Regions from separate parts of the Rattus norvegicus genome. Here region 1 is linked to region 2. A link is a contact called in public Hi-C data. All regions are on one chromosome and are shown on one strand. Each heading gives the region's core, a stretch centred on a gene start, on an enhancer-like site or on the middle of the called end of the contact. The rest is flanking DNA. Distances are from core to core; before and after follow the strand shown.

Region 1 (6,416 bases), core at 2,334-4,833, 1.2 Mb after region 2:
TGTGGGAGGCCAGCAAGGGGCTGATGGAGGGGCTGGCCCTGGAGATTCCTCCCCAGTGCTTGGCCAGTCTCCTGGACCAAGCCGGGGTGAGTTATAAAGTTATTTCCCTCACATTTTGTGGGTGATGCCTAACATCATGACAACAGAGGGGAGGAAAGGCCCTGCCTACCTACCTGCAAGTCTCTGTAAAGTAATGAATACAGACAGCTTGGGGACTGTCCACCTGCGCTACCTGCCTCTGTCTGCCTCTAAAGTGAAACCACTAGGGATTGGCAGAAGGCACTTGTCTGACAGGGCCAGGACAGCCTTTCTCCTCCATGACAGCCTGGGCCTACCCTCTTAAACCTGACCCACCATAATTCCTTCACAATGCAGCAGCTAGGCAGCTGACAGTAGCAGCTGCAGTTCTAAGCGAGATGGATGGAATTTTCATAACTGGTTCCCCAAGTTACATTTTACCTTCAAGATAATTTATGAGCTGCTATGGAGCCTTGAAGAGACAATATGCTTGCCATAAAATTAACTCTAACAGTCTTGTAGGTTATAATTAACACTGGGAGGGTAACGCCAACTGGACGAAACACATGGCATAATTGATGGTGAAACAGGGACCGGAGGAGGCTAGCAGTGTGATTGCCGTGTGTGTGTGTGTGTGTGTGTGTGTGTGCGCGCGCACACACACACACACACACACACACACACACACACACACACACTCAGCACAAACTGGGCTTTTCTGAGGCTTCATGGTAGTCACTTTGCAGGCCTCATGTACAGGGACAGAAGAAGCCAAGCCGGACAGGAAGGTGGGGGGGGGGTGGTTGTGGCTAAACCATGGGGCAAGTGGGTAGAGCCACAGAGCAGAAGGGGATGGGCACCAAACCAGAGGCTATCAGGGAGCTGGGTGGTATAGTGACACCTCAGCCCCCTCACCCCCACCCCAGGGGAGCCTGCCAGGAACTACAACTGGCACAAACAGACAAACACCATTGGCAGTGAAGGATGCACAAAAGGTAGAGAATCAAGATTTCTGAAAAGGTTCTTCCAGGAAATCTTTTCAACAGTGCGGGCATATCTCAGGAGCCCATGAAGGTGATCAACAAAACATGGATGTTTATTAAATTACAAAGTCCAGGGGTGGCAACAGAGGCGGCTCATCAGAAGTCATGCCAATCACTGTGTTTTCCCTGACACGGCAAGCCGGTTCCGTCTGTGCCTGGAATCCTGAGCTGCCCGAGCAACCGACACCAGAGAAGCCACACGCAGGCCTGAAACTGGGACCCGTCAAACGGTTTTAATGAGCAATTTTCAGGTGACTGGCCTATTTTCATTTTCAGATTTGTTTTGTTTTTGTCCTAGGACAAGAGACTGGAGGATTCTGATAAATGATGCAACAGTGTCCCCTACAGGCCGGCAGTGCTGTTCTCCCCCACCCTGGCACTTTCGAAACCCGAAACCAGTTAAACTTTTATCTATAACCTGGAATATTCATTCCAAAGTAAATTTGTAAAATACACTGGGGACACCCCTAAGATAGAATAAAATTACTATTCTTCACATGTAGTAAGTTGTTTCCTAGATATAAACATACTGTGCAGCTGATGGAGCAGAGAAATCGCTCCCCTCCACCTCAGGGCACCTGCTCGACTCGGCCTTGATTAACACAGCCCCGAAATTACCTGACCTGGAAGGTGTACAGGGTCTTGCAGGCTAAACTTGGATGTTCTCATCTTCCTCCCCACTCTCTTCTGAAAAGATTGCGATCAATACAAAAGAAACAACATAGCTATAACAGGTGGAGACTTCCCATTAAAAGACTAATGGCGGCGAGACTCATACAGCATGGGCTGCAGACAACTGCCTCACGGAGAGATGCACTCAGAGCTGGAAGGGGGAGGTGTGTTCAGCTGGCAGAGGAAATACCGATTTACGGACACACACCTGCTTACCTCCACAGCAGGGAAGAGCCTAAAGCACTGGATGTCCTGTACCGTGAGACTGAAGTCAACATACTGAAGCATGCGAGTGGCTGGGTGACATGTGTGTGACGGCTTGGCCGCTGTGCTCCCAGCAGTGGAGCCTGGCATGCTGGCTTAGGTTGCATCTCTACTACTGACCAGCAGCTGCCCTGGGCGAGGTGCTCTGTGTCCTGTGCTGCAATCTCGTCACAGAGAACACCGAACATTTCCTGGAGCTTCAGAAGTTCTCAGCTAGTTCTGGCTGTCACTAGGGCTAACAGTGGCTCCACCCCAGATTTTAAGGAAAGAACGGAGAAAGCCATGTCCATGATTGCTGCTCTTGAGGATCTTTGACCCAGGCTGGAGGATGCCCTCTGCCTGGAGGTCATGTGGATCAAGACGCTGTATTTTAGGTGAAGTTGAATTGATCCAAAATGCCTGTGGACTGCCTAGATTTTTACGCCCAGATGCTAAGGAAGCTTGGAGCCATACGTACATCTGTCAATTATAGGTAAGAATACCTAGCCCAAGCCCAGAGAAGAACTAGCCCAGGTTAGGCTTCCTCTCCAAACCCCATTCAGCAGTACCAGGTCTGGGTACTTGCTGGCATCAAGTGGGACTTGGCATCAAGACACTTTGTCAAAGGAGAGGGCAGTTTGAAAGACGGACTGCGTTCATTCTTCACTTTGTTCTTTTGGTCCATCTGGACCCTATTCTATTGCCGTGAGAAGACACCATCATGGCCAAGGCAACTTATAGGAGAGAGCGTTTAAACTGGAGGTACATGACTCCAGGATCAACATGGCAGGAAGACATGGTGCTGGTGCAGTAACTGAGAGCTGGGCATTTGATCCTTGAGGAGGAGCCATACAGACTGAACCTGGCAAGGGTCTTTTGAAACCTCCAGATCTACCCTACCTTCCCTGACAAGGTCACACCTCCTCCAAGACCACATCTCTTCCAAGGCCTCACCTCTTAATCCTTCCAGAACAACTGGGAATGAGACATTCAAACACACAAGCCTACGAGGGTCATTCGCATTCAAACTTCCACCTGACCTATGATGAGGATGACCTTACGGAGTACCTCATGTGTGTCGGGTTTTTGTCCTAGGTGTTTTACAGTAGGTCCCACCATTATCCCCAGGTAAATTACTAACAGAAGAAGTGAGGTTCAGAGGAAGCTGAGTAACATGTCTAGTACGATCTTCAGTTGTGCCTTTCCTAGAGTTAGGAAGTGGAGCCAAGTTCAAGCCCCGACGGTATGATTTGGATCCTACATGGACAACCACTATGTCATCGTCACACAATTTGCTCTAGGAAAAAAACCTGCTTTGTCCTACATTCAAAACTGAGAATGAGGAATCTCATGCAAGGTTCTATCCAAAGCCCTATACCATATTAAACATGGTTTTCTTTCCTTCCTGCTTATTCTCAAGGGTGGGCAGTTTATTTACCAACCAGCAGCCAGCACGGTGTTGCAGAGGATGGGTAATCCTCACAGAGGCCGGCTTACTGTGAGTCACTCTAGAGCACCTGAGGAGAATCCCCATCTTTCCTCTCTGGGACCCGGGTTTCCATGAAGTTGTGACTCATTCTCTTTCTGTGTATTTGTTGCTCTGTGTTACACAATCCCCTTCTAATCAGGGGTTACTCATCACTGCTGCCCCAGGGTCTAGGACAGTACCAGCTAGGAACTCAGTAAATATTTACAGAACCGACAAGTGACTCACACCAGTCACAGCAACAATAACAACCATTGATAAAGGACAGCCCATTGTCACCCATAATCCCCAACACCTATGTCACAGGTGTGGTTTTACAAGTGCTCTCTTCAGGGGGATTTCCCAATACAACACTTGGACTCAACTTAAACCTTTCTTAGAGTGAAGGTGTTAAAAGGTGGCAAATGTCTGGGAAAGTAAGCTGTAGCCAGGGAGCAGGTAAGTGACAATTAGTGTGGAATCCCTGGGCCGGTGCTCCTGAGGATACTGCTGTTCTCTGGGGGCCTCTACAACTACAAAGGAAAGAGTCATCTCAAGTGACCACGTATGGGGAAGCCCAGACAGGACAATTTGCTATCTTTAAACTGAACGGGATGGCTTTGGTTCAGATCTGTTGAGAGCTGTTTACTCAGCTCTGTGCATTTTACAGACACACTATGCAGGCTCGCCCAGGGTAAACAGTGCCTACCACCCTCCCACCCCCAAGGAGAGGAGAAGCTCTCCGTAAGGAGGAGGCAGCTCTTCAGTTATGCCCACGGCTGTCTTTCCAAAGCCTGGAGCAGGGCTTGGAGAACAGCAGCCCCCCAGGAAATACCTGCTGAATAAGCCGATGAGTGAGTAACTCTTTTCTCACACAAGTTAAGAAGTACTGTCCAGAAGATCAGCCAACGACTCATCATAATCAGCAGCCTGGCAGAGCTCCAGCTCGCCGGCCCACACGTTGATTTTATAAGTAAGATATGCAGAAGCCAATTGGCTTCTGTCCCCGTAAAGCTGTTCCAATGATAGTAACAATGGCAGTAATAACAACACCACTGCCCACCTAAAGGTCAGCTGCTGCCTCTTGGACAGAAGGTAACATCAGTCCTTACTCTCCTTGAATATAATGTTCTAATCCCTACATTTATGAGGGGCTTGATGGCGTTATCAGTTTTATGGAGTAATCCGGTTCAAGGACACCAAGGATGTTCTTTTGCTGAGGGTGGGAGAGACCAGAGACAGGAGAAGGACAGACACACTAAAGAAAAAACTAACAACAACAACAACAACAACAACATAACCAATGGCTCTTGGTAGGCCAGTGCCTCCCAGCTTCTCAAGCCTCCCTTGTGTATTCCTAGTGCCGTCCTGATTCATCTTTGGCAAAGTATAGTGACTTACAAACTCATGCTAAAACTCCTAGTGCCCAGCTAGCTAGCTGTCCAAAGAATCAGCCACTCTCTGGAGCATGAAGGGCATCATCAGACGTAGTCAGATGACACGGTCACAGTGGATCTCAGTAGGTGAGTGTCTCCACCTCTCAGGGTACCCGAGGGCTAATAACTACACATACTGCTAGCACAACTGGAAGTGAGTTGTGGCCCAAATGGGATGTCACCTAGGCTCAGGATAGCAGTAGGAAACTAGGACAAGGTAGCTGCCCAGAGCAGCCGAGACAGACCTGAAGCCACAGGAGTGGCCCCAATGGACTAAACTCAAACCTCATTCAGAGACACAGCCTTTGAGTGGCCTTTTGAGCCTGACCCAACCTCCCTGACGCGCCATCTTCTCACCAGGACCTACTTCTCTTCCACTCAAGGCAGGGAAGTTAGGAATGACTGGCTCAAGAATGAGACTGTGTTTTTTTGTCTTGATCCTGGCAGAGTCCTCAGTGTCTTCTTTCCCAACTAGCCTATGTCCAAAGCTTTGGGTTCAAGATCTCACCATCTTTCCAGCTGTAAGTGTTCTGCCCTTGACAAGGTCAGAGAAATAACTCCCATTCATCCCCAATATTAGACCTCCTTCTATGTTCAAGGTTCCAACTCAGCAAGGTTAATGACAAGCAACAGCAATAAAGGCACAACAAAAAAACACAAAATACTCAGAAGCACAGGGATAGACTGGGACAGATTTCATGCAGTCCGTTGGAATGCCAGGTGCCTTGGCAGATGCCGGGCACACATCACGAACACTGTCTAGGCCCCTTGCTGGGATGGGACATTATTGCAATGGAAGAGACTATTAAATGCTACAACGATTCTGGCTGCAGGTGTTCTAAGTGTCAGACAAGCTGACAGATACTTTGCTTATCCTGTGATAGAGAAATAAATATGAACACTGAGTCAAGTCAATAGAGAAGAAATATCACTCAGTATGTGTGCACACATGTACACACCTACACATGCATATGTGCATACACATACGTGTGCATGAGTCTGTTATGGGAGATTGAATCCCAGACCTTGCACATGCTAAGAATGCCTGCTATTGAACCAGAGCTATGCTATGCCTTTTCATAACCTGCCAGAATATGCACATGAATACTCAGAGGTGTGTTATTCATAAGAGTCCCAAAGTAAACAACCAGATGTCCGACAGCTGATAACTTAGTAAGTAAAATAAGGCATAATCATAAGATGAAATATCATTCAACACCAGGAAGAATAGAGTACTTACATGTCATGACATGGATAACCCGATATTAGGCTACACAGAAAAAAATTGTGTTTATTTATAAAATCGTTCATAACAGGCCAATTTTTAGATACAGAAAGAAATTAGTATTTGCCAATGACTGTAAGGAAAGGGGAAATTGAGAGTGGTTAGTTCAGACAGCGGGGCTTTGCTTTGGGTAGGGGGTGTGCTGTGACTAGACAGTGTGAGGCCTGCGCAGCCTTGAACCATCACTCCCCGTGTGCTTCATAACAGTGGCTTTTGGGTCAGATGCCATGTTATTCTCTTTGGGTTATATCTCC
Region 2 (6,446 bases), core at 3,065-5,564:
AGAGGAAGAAAGATTGAAAAGATAATATCTAGACTGTTAATTATGACTATTTATGGATTTGGAGACTAGATAATTTTCATATATACATACACACATATGTGTATACACATATATACATACATACATACATACATACATACATACATACATACATACATACATATATACACACATGCATTTTCAATCATGGTGTTAACCAGGCCTGGCGGTGTGTGTCTGTATTCCCAGTACTCAGGAAGCTGAGACAGGAGGATACAAGTTTGAGACTAGCTTATAATAGCAATCACGGCTGTTACTTGTTTGAGGATCAATTGCATACCAGGCATTGTGATAAGCTCTCTGCTTAGACTGCTCCATCACAGAGCTCCCTCGTAGATAGATGGATGGTACTGTACCTACCTGAGAGACGAAATGAAAAAGCTGTGCCCACTCACAGCTCAATCCTCTCCTCTTGGCTACAGGGCTGACAGCAAGAGGCGAGAGCTTTCTGCAACACGGGTTGCCATGGGTGGGCTGCAGAGCAGGGTCTATGAAGAGAACTGGAGGTCTCTGTTTGCCAGGCCATCACTGTGATTTCATGCTCAATGGGGTGTGGGTTCTGAGCCGATGTCCCTGAAAAGCAGAGGCCGATCACTGTACGGAGTTCCTGTTAGTTCCTGTTCTGTTTGCTTGTACAACCTTAAGCATGTCCCTTGTTGTTTCTGGGCCTCAGTTTCCAGCTACCCTGAGGCTCTATGATTTGGCTCGTGAAAGGTCTAAAAATAGCCAAGGAACACAGCTAAGAGTGGAGCAAGACTCTCATGGCAGATTAAGTCCTCGAATGCACTTCAAGACATGTTGGGGCTGGATACATGCCTATGACCCTATAATAACAACAATGTGCCCTGGATGTGAGTTTCAGGCTACCCTGGGCTACACAACAAGACTCTGTGACAAACGTACTCTGCTGAAAACCCATGGCTGGCTGGAGAGATGGCTCAACAGCTAAGAGCACCTACTACTGGGCAGAGCACCTAGGTTCAGAGCCCAGCGTCAACACTGGGTGGCTAACACACCTAATTCTAATCCTAGAGGATACCTCCTGACCTCCTCCATCACCTGCATGAACATGGTGATCATGAACTCGTACACACACACACACACACACACACACACACACACACACAAGCAAAAATAGTGAACACACCTTTAGCACAAAAACAAACAAACAAACAAAAGATTCACAACCCACGGAGCCCTTCCAAGTGTCAGTAACTTTCATTCACTCACTTAGTCATTTGAATAATCAGTGTCCTTAATTTCAGGCAAGGGATCTGCTGGCTGAAAAGTGAATTTTGGTTTCTTCTAATCCTAGAGAGAAAAATTGTATGGGGGGCTCACAAAAGGAGGAACATCAAAACCTGATTAAAATATAGTGAAATATAGTGGCATCCCTCCTTCTGAACTACTCCGGAGGAGAGGGTGAGAAATAGCCCTCATCTAGCAAGCTTTCAAGAAGTGGAAGGGCCTGCGCTGAGGTCAGCAGGTGATTGTGTGCCCTGCCCCACCTGGCCTGTCGCTCAGTCCCACGCACACTGATGAAGTGCATGTTATTACTACTGGTGTGTATTTTAAGTTGGGGCAGGAATTGAAAGGTCAAGAAAGCAAGGCCCTCAAGAATATATACACGGCTGCTTCCAGTGGCTGTTTGAGCTTCATGCTCAAACCCTCTCACAAGTGCTAAGGAACTATTTGATGAGTGACTAATTCTCTCCAGAGGCAACCCTGAGATCTTCCTGGAAGAGGAAGCCACGATCTGGAGTCTGGACACTAAATCCCTCACTTGGGCCGCCAAGGCCTGCTTCCTGTGTTCTCTGTCCAGCTGCACCCTTTCCCAGGATGACCTCATTTGTGCGGGGACTCAGGTCAGTCACTATCTTTGCCGCTCACCATCCTGGCCTTCCTTTCTCTTTGTCCCTTCTCAGCTGACCTATTTCTGGTGCTTAATTACAGTCCTGCTATGCAGACAATGGCGATGCCATCCTTCTCAAAAGATGATTGTGTCTGCTTGCTCTTTTGTCCCGAGCGGGGAGACAGGCAGCCCATCTGATCATCAAAAGGAGGGCTGTTAGTTGGCAGCCATTTCAGGAGGTGTTGAATGATGCTGGCTGTCACCGCCCTTACGGCTCACCCAAGTATCGGGTGCGGCTTCCGATTCGCTCGCTCCCCGAAGGATATCCTATTAAACTTATTACACTCTTTAGACCCGAGTGCTTTACTTAAAACAAAGCAAAAAACTCTTTTCAGCATGTACTTGAGTATTTCGTGTGTGTGTGTGTGTGTGTGTGTGTGTGTGTGTGTGTGTGTGTGTGTGTATGCACGTGTGTGTTTTAATGACAGGAAAGGAGAGCTTTGCCCAGCAGGAACAAATTTAGGCCCTCAACAATTGTGCTTGGAACTATGCTCCTGTGTTCAGCTGGAGGAGGTGCAGCAGCTCAGCAAACTGCGGACTTTGCCGGTCTCCATTGGCAACACAAACGCAAGACACTGAAACTTTTCAAGGCCCTTCAAATTCCACAAGACCTAGGGTGCCAAGTCAGGGCAGGAAGCCATCAGCCCCAAAGGCAGGAAAGAATAGCAACAACTAAAAATAAATAATATTGTTACATACAAAACTAGAGATATTGTATTTTTAACAGCCAAAAAAATTATAGGCAGTGTGGAACATGAGTATATTTTGATATACATGATACTGCCCAAGGGCATTCAAGAGAAGGCTTGGCAGGCTAGTGGGGGAGGGGGCTTTGAAGGGCTGCTGGCCACAGGTTTGTCTTTCTCCTTTCTCTATCTTTTGGCTTCCTAGAAGCCATCTGGAACGACCCAAAGAGAAGCCTTTTGTATGGTTCAGGAGAGCTTTTATTTCCCGTCATAAATCAGAGAATTGGAACTCCAGTGGCAAGAGGAAGATTTAAGAATTAAAATGATGAAAACTTACAAGATCTTCCCAACAGGATGGTAATTGCACCACTAATCCCTTTTGTTGCAGAAGCTTCTGTATTTGGGTGACCTTGGCTTCCATTATGTACTGTTACCTTTGGCTCGGAATCTATAACTCAGGGGACTATTAATTATCTCTCCGTAAGTGCTGGCAAGAGTGAGGGGCTTTCTAAGAGTAAATGCCTTATCGATACCGAGTGGAGTGGCTCGGCCACTAGACGGCTCTTATCAGCGATTAGAGTTCAACAGCCCACCCTCAAAGCCTCAAAGCCAGGAGATTACTCCTGCCTGGGCTCCCGCACCAACTCAAACTTTTCTGATCACCACAACCTGTCCGTGATTTGCTCCAGCTCGTAAAACAAAAGAGTTTATATATGCAATTTAAACACACCCCCCTTTTTTTTAATCACCCAAATCCCTGGGGCTGTATTCTTCAGCTAAGAGTTGGATAAAGATAAAACACTCTGTTTTTAAATATTGCTTTTTCGGAGTGGTTTTTTTCCCCCAATGTATAGTTTAAGTTCACAGAATCATATCTTTTTATCTTTTTTTTTCCTTTTTTTTTTTTAACAGGAGCATGGGAAGGGAAAGCATAGACAATCCCAGTTCAGTAAAATGTTCAGTATGTTGGGGGTTACACAGAGGTTTTTGTTTTTATTTTTAGTGTGTGTGTGTGTGTGTGTGTGTGTGTGTGTGTGTGTGTGTTAGAGAGCATCTCGTGTCAAAGGAGTGCATTTCATTTCCCATCTTCGTCTTTAAAGGCCTCACTCAAATCTGGGTTCTGGCTACTCCACGGCATCCCCGGGAGACTTTTACCCTTCGATTTTAATCTTTAGTTACAGCCGAAGAAGAACGATTCCAACTCCGAGAAGTTCTCAGCAGTCATGCCTAACCCCAAAGCCAAATTTCCATTTTCCCTCCTAATGCCCTAATTGAATTTAGGCCCCGCCGGTTGTGTTTTGCATAGGCACCCACCCCACATCAATGGCACCCGTTCAAAAGGAGACTTATGGAGTGGATCAGATAAATAAGGACTGCAAATGTGCTGATTTACCCCAGCTTGTAAAACAAAACAATTTACGTATACAATTGAGACATTCTTTCTAGTTTTTCATAAACCACATCCCTTGGGTGTATAATTGAGATTTCCTTGCCACCCAGAGAGGGTGAGATAGTCCTCCGGGGCTTTATTCCTCTTATGTCTGAGAGCCGGCTGGAGCTCGCGCTGGGAGCTGCTTCCTGCTCCGCAGAAAGAGGTGCAACAGCCTGGGTTGGTCAGTGTTGCTGCGGCTGCAGCTTCCGTCAAGTGCTAGACCCAGTCCACGACGCTAGGGAGCAGGCTGACACCAGGATACGGCAGGCACCGTGTCTGGAAAGGCAGAAGCCCCAGCAAGCCGTCTGTTTCTGTAGGCTGCGAGAAGGAAAAGGAGAGCCCAAGGAGGCCATGGGCTATGCGCTGCAGCTCTTGCCAGCTCGAGCTATGCTGTGCTGTGAGATGTAAAGGCAGCTCACACAGAGGGATACTTTCTGTGGCTGAGCCCTGTGGCAGAGGAGCAGACCTTTCCTACAGGGGAAGCTGTGGCCGTTTGCTTCAGAGACCGGAACACTTTTTCCCAATTGGTTCCAGAAGAGTAACAATAACGTGACTGACTCATTCTACCAGGGGAGGAGACAGAAAAGGGTAGAACTTCGGAATCAGGTCCTGTGATGGACTATCAGAACACAGTTGAAACAAATAAATTAGATTGTCAAGTAGAAAAGGCAAATTGGAGAACCATGGAGGCGCATGTGGGTGTTAGGCATTGGCTATGACTGGGTGCACCAGGAAAACATAGAATCAGAAGCTAGAAGGCAGTCCAGGCGCTGGGGAAGGAAGAGAAGAAGGTTAAGAATCTGAACAAGAGGGGTTTGGGGATTTAGCTCAGTGGTAGAGCGCGTTCCTAGCAAGGCCCTGGGTTCGGTCCCCAGCTCCGGAAAAAAAAAAAAAAAAGAATCTGAACAAAAAAGAATCTGGATGTAAAGTTTATTCCTCTTATGTTTTATTGTTTTATTTCTTACCAAAATAAGCCAAGGCAAATATGACTAGGGAACTTGCATTTTTATGACTTCACACTTTTTATATTTAAAGCAATATGTTTTCTAGGAAAAAATAACCTGATGTATATACAGGCCACTTTGAATATGGCTCAAACCTTAGGTCTAAAACCCCAGCCAGAATACAGCTCAAAAGTTATAGAAGTCATTCACCTTTCTAATTTCAAATTGCACCATTTGGGTGTAATCGAGTCTCTTTTCTCCTCCGCCCCTCTCCTTTTAGTCAAATTAAACTTATTGATTAGAGCCCATTAGTATGTAATGGATTGTTAATTTGACTCTTTTTACAAATCATATTTATCTGCACCAATAAAATATTTGGATTTAACATTCATAGATCACATTTATGGTGACGCTGATTGAAGGCCAAGCAATTGGAAGGGGAAGCAGACACCTTGTCCTTCGTGCACGCCAGGGAAGTGTGACTTGGTGCCCTGAACACAGGTGGACACTTAGGAGTGAGGTGAATTGCAGAGAAGGAAAGACAGTTGCCCCCTCCCCCTCTTTTTTCCAAGCTGGAAAGCCCACATAGTGTTTGCATATTCTTCTGCTGAAATGGGGGCACCCCAGGGTGTTGCTACTGAAGTTATTAAACTGTTGCTGTAAAACTACCTGTTAGGAACAACAACAACAACAACAACAACAACAACAACAACAACAACAACAAAAAAAAAACCCGGCTGAACATCCACTCAAACTGAGGGACCCCACACTCGTCTCTCCTGTAGAGAGAAGGGGGCTGAAGAAAGTGTGACCCACCTTCCTCTGTCCCTTCCGGTAGAGAGCACTTAGCAAGGAAGCTGCTTAGAGGGAAAACAAACATGGTTTTTGTGTATTTTAAATAGAAATCAACTGAATCCCGCCGATGACGAGGCTTTTGGGAGTACGGGGTGTAATACTACACATCACTGCCCGTTACAGTGTGTCTAGTCTTTGCGTAAACCTGGAGTGACAAGAAAACATCCACTTAATGAATCCAACAGCAGGCACATCAACCAGTGGAGGTGGCTGCCATCCCAAAGCCCAACACTGGTAAGCTTTCTGGGGTTGCCAACGGCATCTTCTGCCCTGAGTCTTTCTGGAACAGAAAATTTGACATCTGAATTCATGTAATGTTCATTGATGGGAGCTGTGGTTTCCCTGAGGGAATAATATCCCTCCCTCCGTAAGTCCCTCCCTCTGTCCCTCCCTTCATTCCCCCCCTTGTTGTCCCCCCTCCCTCTTTTCCTTTTTTTTTTTTTAAGTTTTCCTGTCTGTAGCAGTCTTGACACTTACGGTTTTTGTTTGCCTGCTTGCTTGTTTTCCTTTTGCCAGCTACCTCAAACCTATTGAGGAGGAGAGCAGCCGTGCGTTTTAAATGAATAAAACACAAATAC

The links. A called contact is a pair of places that touch in the nucleus more often than the background predicts.
Region 1: a Hi-C map of Schwann cells shows a contact between it and region 2, with 11 times the contacts expected there. The contact joins two enhancer-like sites. A contact is called at or near these places in 2 of 12 Hi-C or Micro-C datasets (Schwann cells and mammary epithelial cells).

What each region holds. Positions count from the first base shown.
Region 1 is chr19:31,653,243-31,659,658 of GRCr8, forward strand. The region is part of intron 8 of Fto (FTO, alpha-ketoglutarate dependent dioxygenase); the gene reads right to left. Among named protein-coding and RNA genes, the nearest start is that of Fto, 210 kb to the right of the region's middle. Within about 2 kb of position 3,584, at least 11 of the 93 cell types and tissues checked have an H3K27ac peak or open chromatin away from gene starts, as enhancers often do.
Region 2 is chr19:30,451,342-30,457,787 of GRCr8, forward strand. No RefSeq gene overlaps it. Among named protein-coding and RNA genes, the nearest start is that of Irx6, 55 kb to the right of the region's middle. Within about 2 kb of position 4,315, at least 40 of the 93 cell types and tissues checked have an H3K27ac peak or open chromatin away from gene starts, as enhancers often do.